Regions from separate parts of the Sus scrofa genome. Here all the other regions are linked to region 1. The links are chromatin contacts, called in public HiChIP or PLAC-seq maps. All regions are on one chromosome and are shown on one strand. Each heading gives the region's core, a stretch centred on a gene start, on an enhancer-like site or on the middle of the called end of the contact. The rest is flanking DNA. Distances are from core to core; before and after follow the strand shown. Region 1 has its middle 100 kb from the start of JCAD. Region 2 has its middle 320 kb from the start of SVIL. Region 3 has its middle 120 kb from the start of MAP3K8. Region 4 overlaps SVIL (supervillin).

Region 1 (2,942 bases), core at 124-2,623:
ACCATATTTTAAATATGCACATCATGCTAAAACCCATCACTCATCCTCAGCAGGGCTGATGCAATGGTGCACCATCTGCATGCAGCGTCTGGAGTGGACCGAATTCCTCACCTTCAGAGGCCCTGGCCCAGCGGGGGTGGGCGCCCAGCCAGCTTGCTTCGGGCCAGACAGGTTGGAACATTTTTCTTCAGAGTTCCTAGGAAGGGAGTGGAAAGGAATCTAAACGAGAAATACTCAGGAGGTCTTTGGAAAGTTACCCTATCTCCTTAGAGGCAAATTAAATATGTTGTGGCGAATAGAAGAGAGAAGCTTGCTTTTTGTAAGACCCTGCGGAAAAGATGTCATAGCTGGTGCGTAGAAAATCACCCCATCATTAAAAACCAGTGTGTTCAATCTACAGCTACAGTGGAGTTTGAGGGGGGAAAAAAGGAATTTTAGGATAGAAATTCCCGAACTGATCAAAGAAAGTCTCTTTGTAATATCAATTTATCACGTGACAGAATTTAAACTTTTTTATTGGAGCAATAAATAATATATACATATAAATACATACATATGCATATTTATAAAAGTTACCATTTCAGCCATCTTTAAGCGTACATACAGTTCTGTGGCTTTAAGTCCATGTGAACTTCTGTGCATCCATCACCACCACCCACCTTCAGAACTTTTTCATCTTCTTGGACTGAAATCTGTCTCCCCCAATCCCTGGCCACCACCATCCTACCTTCTGTTTCCATTAATTTGACTAGTCAAGGTACTTCATAGAAGAGCAAACTTTACAATAAATCTATTTTTGTGACTGCCTTATTTCACCTCGTATTATGTCCTCAAGTTCAAGGTCATCCAGCTTGTAGCATGGGTCAGGGTGTCCTTTTTTTTTTTTTTTTTTTTTTTTTTTGCTTTTAGGGCTAACCGGCAGCATGTGGAAGTTCCCAGGCTAGAGGTCGAATCAGAGCCATAGCTGCCAATCTACGCCAAGCTGCTTCTGCGACCTACACCCCAGCTCACGGCCACACTGGATCCTTAACCCACTGAGCAAGGCCAGGGATCAAACCCACATCCTCATGGATACTAGTTGGGTTGGTTAACACGGAGCCATGACAGGAACTCCTGTCCTTCCTTTTTTAAGGAAAATGTTCCATTGCATGTCTATACAATATTTTGCTTATCAGTTCATCTGTTATGGACAGTATTTTGATTTTCAGCCTCCTATAAGCTAACCACCTGAAAAGGTGTAAATTAATGGGGTGTCTACAAAACACTTGGCATATGGCTAGATGGCAAGTCATCACCCCAGGCAAGCTCATCTGAGACCTCACTGCTCACGGCCAGCTTGAGAAACGAATGGAAAATGTGACCTAAATGTCCACTCATAGCAAAACAAATATGATGAGGGTGCTATGAATCACCATTCATATTCATTCTGTCAAGGAGCTCCCAGCCACAGCATTTTGAAATACCAGAAATGGTGGGGCCATGGTACACACTTATCTGGCAAATGTTTATGTGCCTACATGGAAACTGTGACCACTAATAGTGATGACAGGGATATTTAGTGTCAATGTTGATGATTCTATCTTCAAATTAGAAGTGAGTTTATTTAAGAATAACCACTGTCTTTACAAGTGGTATGTAAATGTTTTTAAGATGGAAATGTTCAAAGTGCTAAATCATTGGGGAAGGAAGCAGTACATTTCTGTTTGGTCCTCTGTTCCACTGTCTGTCTTATTAGGGCCCCAAGAAAGAGTTAAATGTGTGTTTAATGAAAAGGGAAGTAGCAAGGAAACAGGGGCTACAGACAGGCTGACCATCCATGGGTGACAGCTTGAATGTGTGTTGATCAGTCAACCAGAAGCATCACTATCTATTGGCCTGTGATGCTGTCTCTGAAACCTCCCCACTGCCTCCTTTGATAGGATGGAGGACGAGAGGCCCTGCTGCTCCCTCCCTCAGCCCCTCACACCAGCTTCTCTACCCCTTGGCTCAGGTTGCAGAATGAATAGGATGCAGGTGTCCCTATTCAGAGTCTGCTTACTAAGCAGAATGAAAGGGGAGAAGCAAAGTTCAGCCCCACATGTGCAAGGAAGCAAATGGCTCTCCAGGGGAGAGAGAAAATCCCAGCAGCCAGCATTTGTGAAGGCAGGGCTGTGTGCTGGGGGAATATTTCATTCAAATGAGCTCAGGAGGCAGCAAGGGGGTGGGATTAATATACGATTCCCCTCAAATTGTGAATCTAAGGAAACCAAGAGAGGTGAATCCTTTTCCATCCCTGTTAGGATCCCCCCAAAGAACAGGACTTTTCATTTCCCTTTGTGCATCTATCTCTATTAATTAATAACTGGAAACATGCCAACCTCTCAAGTGTCTTACTCACATCTGGGCTGAGCAGGTGAAATTGCTCAGGGTTCTCCTGCCCTTGGACAATGTCAAGCTTGTAACTCATACAAGTCTCACAAACTGACCCTATGCGGATCAGGATGCAAAGAAGTAGGAAGGGCACATGTCACCGAGGTAGTGGTTCTAGTATCTGAAAGCACGAGTTGGGAGAATTCTTTTAGATAAGCCCATAGATGAAGAGTGTCCTACTTGGATTTAGAGGGACGTGAATTTTCCACCCACCAATGACATCCCATGCTCTGTGCCTCCCTGTACACTGTTCCTTTGTGTAGCAGCTTCTGTCATCATTTCTCCTGGAGAGCACTTGCTCACCATCCAAAATGCTTCCCAAACACTCTGCTCCTCTGAGAAGCCTCCCTGGGCCTCCCCAAGCATCAAACCATTTCATCGTCCTTGATTCCAAATCCACGTATTTATAGATCCCTCTACTCTGCTACTCTAGAATCTGCTCACTGCACTGAAATGACTGAAATTCTCTCTGCGTGTCTCTCTGTCTCTGTCTCTGCCTCTCTGAAGACATGGATGTCTCTGGCCTGGGGGAC
Region 2 (2,942 bases), core at 190-2,689, 490 kb before region 1:
CCAAATATCAGGAGTGACAAATAGTGAGAAGCCTGCCTTGAGTCTCCTCACTGGGGGCAGGTGATCCTCACAAATTGCCCAGGAGGGTGTGTGAAGGCAGATGGAAACCTGGAGTTCCCGTCATGGCTCAGTGGTAATGAACCTGACTAGTATCCATGAGGATGCAGGTTCCATCCCTGGCCTCTCTCAGTGGTTAAAGATCTGGCATTGCTGTGAGCTGTGGTGAAGGTCACAGATGCAGCTGGATCTGGTGTTGCTGTGGCTGTGGTGTAAACTGGCAGCTGCAGCTCCAATTCAGCCCTTAGCCCTGGAACCTCTGTATGCCACAGGTGCACCCCAAAAAGACAAAAAACAAACAAAAAACAGTAACGTTTTTTACATTCTGCTCTCTGTGCCCTTTGGCCAGTATTTCCTTCTGTGACACAGGGATGGTGGGTGGTGACGGCCAGCATCCCATTGCTTGTCATGGAGGATGCCCTGGATCCTTGTGGAAACCCAGCTGCATAGGGACCAGCGTGGACTCTCCTTTTTGGAAGATTAAATGGATGCCTAGAGGCACCAGGGAGGAGGCCGAGGGTGCCCACTCGTGGTGGAACTGGAATTTGCAAGCTCACCTGCTCACCTGGTCGCATCCCCTCGAGACAGTGTTTGCGAGAGCATCTGAAGACAGGAACAACGCTGCGAAGGCGATTGTGGTTCCCTAGCTGTGGCCCACCTGTGCCCCTGCCTCCCCTATCACCACACTGGGCTTGCTGCTGAGACTCAGTAAATACCCATAGGTGACTTCAAGGTGAGTTACTCTGGTGACTCAGAGAGGCTGTTGTGTGGCCAAGGGTATCACTAGACCTTGGAAAGTTCTAGATGCTGGGAAGCGTCTTTGTGGCTCCAGGGGTGTCTGGGACCTCGTGAGTAATGTCCACTCACAGCTCACACCGGCCTGACTGCTGTGTCTGAGGACCTTTAGCCCCCTGTCACTTGACCACGTGCTGTACTGACTCATGCTGCTGGCGAATGGAGTCAGGAACCATGGCCCGGACCAGTTTGCCTTGTGACAGCAGCTCTGTGGATGCAGCACAGCTCTGTCCCCTGCAGCAATACCACGTTCTCGGTTGGGAAAGATTTCCATCACCAGGGAGTGCTTGCCAAGTTCCCTGTGGGGGCCACGTCTGGGAGCCCAGCCTCCCACCATCAACCAAACCACAGTCCACCATTGCCTTCCTGTATTTAGAAGTCATTGTGACTTGTCTTTCGTGGCCTGGCCAGCTTTGGGGAACAAAGTTACTCATGGCCATCATTCCTTCCTCTCTCTTTTTCCATCTGGGGAGTGAGAGATTAAATTTGCAGATGAAAATCTCTTTCTAAGGACCTCCTCTGAAAAGACTGTTGAGCTCAGCCATGGTTCCTCCTCCACGCTGGGCATTAATGCCCACGTGACCCATGACATTGACACAATGCTCAGCAACGCACAGGAAGCAGCATAACATTTCTGGTGGAAAAAACATCAGCCCAGGAAGATAACATATTGCCTGCTCTCCTGCAAATAAAACGGGGCTCTATCAGCTTCTCTGCCTATGAATGATGACCAATTTATCAAGTATACGCTGAGTAATGATTTGCCATATGGGGGCAGCAGCTCTTATGATAAAGTGTCTCTGCTCTAGCTGCATTATAATAAACACCATCCAATTTACGGCGTTAGGAAGCAGAAGCATTTCTCAGCCATGTGTCACCATTATCTAGAATGAGCCATAAAATCCGGGCTGTTCCGTATCCTCTGGCTGCAAACATCCAACGATTCATATTCTTGTAAGACTGTCTTGATCACCAGCCCAATTTAGAAATGAGTTGTTCAATATGATGATTAAATTCCAGAGCTGCAACTTGCCGTGGCCCCACACGATGGCCCAATGTGACAAACCGCAGACCACTTCTCAGGCGGAAGGAACTGGTGAAGGCACTGGGGACTTGGGGTGAATTTCAAATGAGGTTCCTTTACCTGAGGCGGATGCTGCCATCTTGCCTGGCCGAGCAGAGAAAGATGAGTCACTGACGTTTTCCTGCATCCAATACCATGGCTGTCCCCTGGGCCTGAGTCAGTCCACAGACCCTTCACCTTGACAGATGGCAGAGTCTCAGCCCTTCTTCCCTAGCTCGGGGAAGCCCTGCCAAGCTGGGGACATGGGGTGAGGCCTAGGAGATACAAAGCTTGGAGTGAACCCCTGCCACGTCCAAGGTCAGTGCTACCAACAACCGGGTGGAAAGAGTGACAAGTCACGGGGACATTATCACTGACTAATAGGTTATGTAATTTTCTTTTTTATTAAAGTATAGTTGATTTATAATATCGTGTCAATTTCTGCTATACAACAAAGTGACCCAGTCCTACATATGTATACATTCTTTTTCTTATCTTCCGCCATGGTCTACCCCAAAAGACTGGACATAGTTTGTGGTACAGTAGGACCTCATTGCTTATCCATTCTAAATGGAATACATAGGTTATTTTAAACACATGGGCAGTTCCCACTGTGGCTTAGCTGGCTAAGAGCCCGACTCGTGTCCATGAGGATGCATGTTTGATCCTTGGCCTCGCTCACTGTGTTAAGGGTCCGGCTTTGCCACAAGCTGCGTTGTAGGTCGCAGATGCGGCTCAGATCCAGCATTGCCATGGCTGTGGTGTAGGCCAGCAGCTGCAGCTCTGACTCGACTCCGAGCCCAGGTACATCCATGTGCCGCAGGTGTAGCCCTAAAAGGAAAATAAATAAATGATAAATAAATACATGGGCAGGGCTGCACTCAAAGCTGTCGTCCCTGCTGTGTCAGCAATATAGCCTGGTGTCATTATTTAGTTTGCAAACCCTAATTCATCCTTCAGTTCACATTTAAACCTGCCCTGCATGTCCTTGGTCATTTCAGAAGCGCTGTCTTTTGTGTGTCACGTA
Region 3 (2,942 bases), core at 115-2,614, 390 kb after region 1:
CGCAGTGGGATTGGCCGTGCGTCTGTAGCACCAGGACACAGATTTGATCCCCTGCCCAACACAGTGGGTTAAAGGATCTGAGGTTTACCACAGCCCTGGCATAGGATGAAACTGCAGTTTGGATCTGATCCCTGGCCAGGGAACTCCACCTGCCACGGGGCAGCCAAAAAAGAAAAAAAGAAAAAGAAAACAGACCCCAGAGAGCTCCCTCCCCCTCCACCACGTGGGCACACAGTGGGAGATGCCCTGAACCAGGAAGCAGGTTCTCGCCAGACACCCAGTCTGCCAATGCCTTGACCTTGGACTCCCCAGCCTCCAGAACTGTGAGAAATCAACATACATTTTCAGTGTTGTTTTGCTTTTTAGGGCCACACCCATGGCATATGGAAATTCCCAGGCTAAGGGTCAAATTGGAGCTGCAGCTGCCAGCCTATGCCAGCTCAGGGCAACACTGGATCCTTAACCCACCGAGCGAGGCCAGGGATCGAACCTGAGTCCTCATGGATACTAGTTGGGTTGGTAACCCACTGAACCACAATGGGAACTCCTAAATGCTTGTTGCTTAAGCCACCAGCTTATGGTACTTTGTTATAACAGCCTAGATGGCCTGGGTTAGATCACATATGTCGCCCGCAACACAACTACATTTCTGGTGGCCGGGGGTGGTAGTGGTGGTGGTGGCTGCCCAGGTGGGAAGCTTCCTCTCCAGGTCCAACCCCTGTACAGGAAGGAGGAATCTGTAACATCAAGTATCCTTGTTCTTCTTCTAGAACATTATGACAAATATGCCACCAGGGCAAGACTTTCTCTCCAGGTGGCCTGGCTTTTAAGAAGCCTGGTGAGTGATTAACTTTTGGAACCTTCTTATCCTTTGTCTAGGCTGAGATCTCTTCTAACCATCAGGTTACCCAACCCAAGTTCATTTGTTTGTGTCAGAAAGGTCCTTTGTTTCCCTCCAATTAATCAAGTACCCCTGCTTTGCAATGACAGCTGCAGTAACACCGGATGCTTAACCCATTGCGCTGGGCCGGGGATTGAACCTGTGTCCCAATGCTCCAGAGATGCCACCAATCCCCTTATGCCACAGCAGGAACTCCTACATTTCTTTCTCACCAAGTCTGACATATCTGTTGGTCCCAGAGTCCCCGCCAGGGCCACTGCCTCCCCCGTTCTGTGCCATCTGTTTCCACCTGTTAGTCTCAAAGGATACTGTTCTCTCTGCAGCTCAGGCACGGCTCGATTCTGCAAGCATGTGGTTTCCCGGCGCCACCCAAGAAAAAAGGAACAAGGGCCAGGAGACAGTTCACTTCACATCCGTCCAGTCTCTCCTGCCCAACGGACTTTCCACAAAAACCTCTGCTTCTTTTCCTTTCGGTTTCCCTGTCCACCCAGTGCTGATCCCACGACTAAGACCTGGTAGCACGGATCACTGCTCATCTGAATGTGTCTTTGTGAAACACAAAACGAGACAAGAATTCCTTTCATTTCCCCTCCAGTCTTCCTCTTCCCTTTGGCTCTGGTGACCCTTCGGAAGCTGTGTGGGAAGATTGGAAGGTTCTTCTGGATTAATTCACTTGGTTGCCAGAGATGGAAACTTCTGGGTGGACAGAAGTACTCCTGGAGTTTTTAGACACTCTAGTCCATCTAACCCACTCCAGCACTCCTGGCTGTGGCTGCTGGCTCAGGCTGAAGCAAGGACTGTCATCTGGGTTAGGGGGACACAGAAGCCAAGGCAAGGATCTAGGTGGCAGAAGGATTGTTTGGGGAGTTACTGAAATGAAGGCTGATACAGGTGGGGGTGGAGCCAGGCGATCCCCGTCCAGGGAAATGGAAAACAAACAGGGGGAGTTCCCACTGTGGCTCAGTGGGTTAAGAGCCTGACATACCCTCCTAGAGGATGTGGGTTCGATCCCCGGCCCCACTTGGTGGGTTAAGGATCTGGCATTGCCGTGAGCTGTGGCGTAGGTCGCAGATGCGGCTCTGGTTTGGTGCTGCCGTGGCTGTGTCATAGGCCTGCAGCTGCAGCTCCAGTTTGACCCCTAGCCTGGGAACTGCCATATGTCACAGGTGTGGCCCTAAAAAGAAAAAAAAAAAAGAAAGAAAGAACACATACAGGGGGTCCGAGATAGTTGCTTTTTACAGCATCTGTTCCTTCCGCTTGTTTTATGGTCCTGTGATGCGAGAGGATGGGTTTGCTGGATTTGAAGTGTTTGGGGGCATGTGGACCTGAGATGACCTTATCTCTTCAGTCATGTTGGGCCGTTGTCTTGACAACTGGAGGATCTGGGCTTGAACTTAGGCTGGAGAGTTACCACTGCAACCCACACTGGCGGGACTAACCAAAGGGGTATCTGTGGTGATTCACAGGACACAAGGCTGGAGCAGTGCACCCAGCACCAGGAGAGCAGCTGGGGCCAGGGCTGGAGATCTGGGACCCTCAGTGCTGGGGGGTGGGGAGGCGATTTTGGCCCCCAGGTGACACCTGGCAGCATCCAGAGACTTTTTGTTTTGTTTTGCTTTGCTTTTCAGGGCCATATCTGTGGCACATGGAATCTCCCAGACGAGGGGTTGAGTTGGAATTGCAACTGCCAGCCTTACACCACAGCCATAGCAATGCCAGATCTTTAACCCACTGAGCAGGGCCAGAGATCGAACCCACAACCTCATGGATACTAGTCGGGTTCTTAACCAGCAGAGCCACAAAGGGAACTCCCCAGAGACAGTTTTGATTGCTGCAACTTGGGAGGGAGATGCTACTGGTAATTATGGGTAGAAGCCAGAGATGCTGCCAAAGTCCCAGAGGGCACAGGATGGCTGTGACAGTGTCACCCAGCCCAGAGGGCAGGACCCGCCCAGATCCTTCTTTTGGAATGAAGATGCGTCATCAACATCTTTCATTTGTTGGGGGTTTCGGTGCTGTGGGAGAGCTCAAAGATATTTTT
Region 4 (2,942 bases), core at 266-2,765, 260 kb before region 1:
TGTTCTTGAAGAGTAAATGTAAGATATCCTGATAAGGAATTCCCACTGTGGCACAGCAGGTTAAGGATCCGGTGTTGTCTCTGCGGTAGCTCTGGTCGCTGCTGCTGAGGGGAGGGTTTGATCCCTGGCCAAGGAACTTCCACATGCCACAGGTGTGACCAAAATAATAATAATAAAGAATGTCCCTGTAAAAAAGTCCCTTTTACCCTCTTCCAGGGATACTCATCAGAAGGAGGAAAAGAGATCAGGTTACAAATACATACTTGGGAAATAGCATTTAACCCAGAGGTTACCTCATATGCACTGAGATCTATGGTGACTTCCTCTATGGACCTTTTTTTTTTTTTTTTTGGCCACACCCGTGGTGTGCAGAAGCTCCTAGGCCAGAGATGGAACCCGAGCCACAGTAGTGACAATGCCTGATCCTTAACCTGCTGCACCACCAGGGAGCTCCAGTGGACTTTCTTTTTTGGATGAGAAGGGATTTTCATGTCTTGCTTTTTCCACCAACCTCACATGTGGATACATCCAGGAGGCTGTGACAAAAGTGGACATCATGCAGTATCCCTGTGCTGGTGACAACCAGAGGGTGGAAGATGGCTGGCCCAATGGGTAATTAAGTCCCTACTACCTCTGACCCCTTCCTACCTCATAGCCATCTGTCCCACCATCCCTCCCCCTGGTAGGTGACCATGAGAAACCACCCTGATGGCTGCTGTGTCCAAGCTGGACTCTGCTCAGAACACCCTTGATTCCTGGTCACTTGGAAAACCCCTAACTCTCCTTTAAGACTCAGCTGACTTGATTTCCTCTTTGAGCTCTTCCTGACATGGTCTATGATTTCCAGCCTCTAGACTCTTCCAGAAGGCAGGGGCCCCACCTATCTCTGCACCCACAGAACCCAGCAGTGGTGCCACTACACACACACACACACACACACACACGCCATACCTGTCTGTGCCCTGCAGTTAGATCTCTTGCTCTTGGGTTTATTTGGCAACAACACCCGCCTTTTTTTTTTACCCCTCCTCGGGTTTAACTAATCAATACTTAATGCCCCTCTGAAGTTAGAAAGTGACAAGAGTGACAAGGCGGCTCGTCAGTTTCTAAGCAGAAAGTGAAGAAGATAGAGCCAGCTTGCACACTTTTGGGGGAGAAGCCTCACTTTCCAGCTTTCCCTTCGTGAAGACCTATTTCTTTCTTTTTTTCTTTTTTCTTTGCTCTTTAGGGCCACACCTGGTTCCCAGGCTAGGGGTGGATCGCAACTACAGTTTCTGGCCTACACCACAGCCACAGCAACACAGGATCTGAGCCGCATCTGCGACCTATACCACAGCTCACGGCAACACCGGGTCCTTAACCCACTGAGCGAGGCCAGGCATCAAACCCGCAACCTCACGGTTCCTAGTCAGATTTGTTTCCTCGGCGCCAAGACGGGAACTCCAAGAAGCCCTATTTCTGAAGGAAGGATGATGTCAGAGCATGGCCAGAACAGTCAGAGCTGGAAAGCAAGACAACAAAGCTCTCTGCCTAGCTGCTTCTGCCTTCTGGAAAGTTCTGCTTCCTAAATGGCAATGAACTGGAGCAATCATTAGAAGTATTCTTTTTTTTTTTTTTTTTTTTAACGGCTGCACTTTGCAGCACATGAAAGTTCCCAGGTTGGGGGTCTAATAGGAGCTACAGCTGCTGGCCACAGCCACAGCCACAGCCACAGCCACAGCCACGCCAGATCCGAGCTACATCTGCAACCTACACCACACCTCACCGCAATGCTGCATCCCCGACCCACTGAGCGAGGCCAGGGATCAAACCTGAGTTCTCTAGGATACAAGTCGGATTGTTTCTGCTGTGCCACAACAGGAACGACTGGAAGTATTTCTTGAAGTTGCTCATTTTTAGGGGATGAAAAGCCTAAGAACCAGGATCCGAATTCTGTCCTAATTTCTGCTCTGGTGGGACCAGACTCGGAATCGTTTTCTTTTTTCTGTTTCTCCATAAACTGAGGGTTTTGACTATCAGGTGAAGCAACACCTGATAGTCACCGAATACCCACACAAATATACCACTGTGAGTCTGAGCTGGTGGCTGACTGCAGTATGGGCAAATAATTTTACCACTGGGTAATTTTGTTTTTTGTCTTTTTATTGCTGTACCCATGGCATATGGAATCTCCCAGGCTTGGGCTGAATTGGAGCTGTAGCTGCGGACCTGCACCACAGTCACAGACAGCAACACAGGATCTGAGCTGAGTCTGTGAACTACACCACAGCTCATGGCAATGCCAGATCCTTAACCCATTGAGGAAGGTCAGGGATCGAACCCATGTCCACATGGATACTAGTCAGGCTCCTTACCCCTGAGCCACACTAGGAACTCCCTGCTGGGTAATTTTAAAAAAACAAAAAAGGGAAGTTCCTGTTGTGGCTCAGGGGTAATGAACCTGACTAGAATCCATGAGGACCTGGGTTCAATCCCTGGTGTCGCCCAGTGTGTTAAGGATCCGTTGTTGCTGTGAGCTGCGGTGTAGGTTGCAGACGTGGCCTGGATCTGGCATTGCTGTGGCTGTGGTGCAGGCTGGCTGGCAACTGCAGCTCCAATTCAACCCCTATCCTGGGAACTTCCATATGCTGCAAAAAATAAACAAATAAAAACAAAATTTTTTAAATAAAATAAAAAGCAAAAAAGGAGGGTATGATTTGGGGTTGTGACATTTTTCAACCAGTTCACCCCTCACCTCCAGACGGTCAAAATCAATCAAGCTGAGCCTTTCTCTGTCTCTCCCTCTCAAAGCTTAGGGGGAACTTCACTGGCTTTGGATGACAATATTTTGAGCTCCAAGGTCACATGGAGGTCACTGGCTTGAAGACCAGAGGAGCAAGCCAACTCTCCTCTCCCAGGCTGCTGCTTCAAGATGGGTGTGGAGCAACGCTCAGCATGAGCAG

What was found. HiChIP or PLAC-seq counts read pairs in DNA pulled down with a chosen protein or histone mark.
Region 2: an H3K27ac HiChIP or PLAC-seq map of alveolar macrophages shows a contact between it and region 1. The contact joins two enhancer-like sites. A contact is called at or near these places in 1 of 47 Hi-C or Micro-C datasets (embryonic fibroblasts) and 1 of 2 datasets of contacts at active chromatin or transcription factors (alveolar macrophages).
Region 3: an H3K27ac HiChIP or PLAC-seq map of alveolar macrophages shows a contact between it and region 1. The contact joins two enhancer-like sites. A contact is called at or near these places in 6 of 47 Hi-C or Micro-C datasets (embryonic fibroblasts, heart right ventricle, mesenteric adipose tissue and 3 more) and 1 of 2 datasets of contacts at active chromatin or transcription factors (alveolar macrophages).
Region 4: a contact with region 1 is called in an H3K27ac HiChIP or PLAC-seq map of alveolar macrophages. The contact joins two enhancer-like sites. A contact is called at or near these places in 2 of 47 Hi-C or Micro-C datasets (heart right ventricle and skeletal muscle) and 2 of 2 datasets of contacts at active chromatin or transcription factors (alveolar macrophages and skeletal muscle).

The regions. Positions count from the first base shown.
Region 1 is chr10:41,011,487-41,014,428 of Sscrofa11.1, reverse strand. No RefSeq gene overlaps it. Among named protein-coding and RNA genes, the nearest start is that of JCAD, 100 kb to the right of the region's middle. Within about 2 kb of position 1,373, at least 4 of the 83 cell types and tissues checked have an H3K27ac peak or open chromatin away from gene starts, as enhancers often do. A contact at or near this core is called in alveolar macrophages, where this site is marked.
Region 2 is chr10:41,496,973-41,499,914 of Sscrofa11.1, reverse strand. No RefSeq gene overlaps it. Among named protein-coding and RNA genes, the nearest start is that of SVIL, 320 kb to the right of the region's middle. Within about 2 kb of position 1,439, at least 16 of the 83 cell types and tissues checked have an H3K27ac peak or open chromatin away from gene starts, as enhancers often do. A contact at or near this core is called in alveolar macrophages, where this site is marked.
Region 3 is chr10:40,623,828-40,626,769 of Sscrofa11.1, reverse strand. No RefSeq gene overlaps it. Among named protein-coding and RNA genes, the nearest start is that of MAP3K8, 120 kb to the left of the region's middle. Within about 2 kb of position 1,364, at least 28 of the 83 cell types and tissues checked have an H3K27ac peak or open chromatin away from gene starts, as enhancers often do. A contact at or near this core is called in alveolar macrophages, where this site is marked.
Region 4 is chr10:41,271,979-41,274,920 of Sscrofa11.1, reverse strand. The region is part of intron 3 of SVIL (supervillin); the gene reads right to left. Among named protein-coding and RNA genes, the nearest start is that of SVIL, 97 kb to the right of the region's middle. Within about 2 kb of position 1,515, at least 1 of the 83 cell types and tissues checked has an H3K27ac peak or open chromatin away from gene starts, as enhancers often do. A contact at or near this core is called in alveolar macrophages, where this site is marked.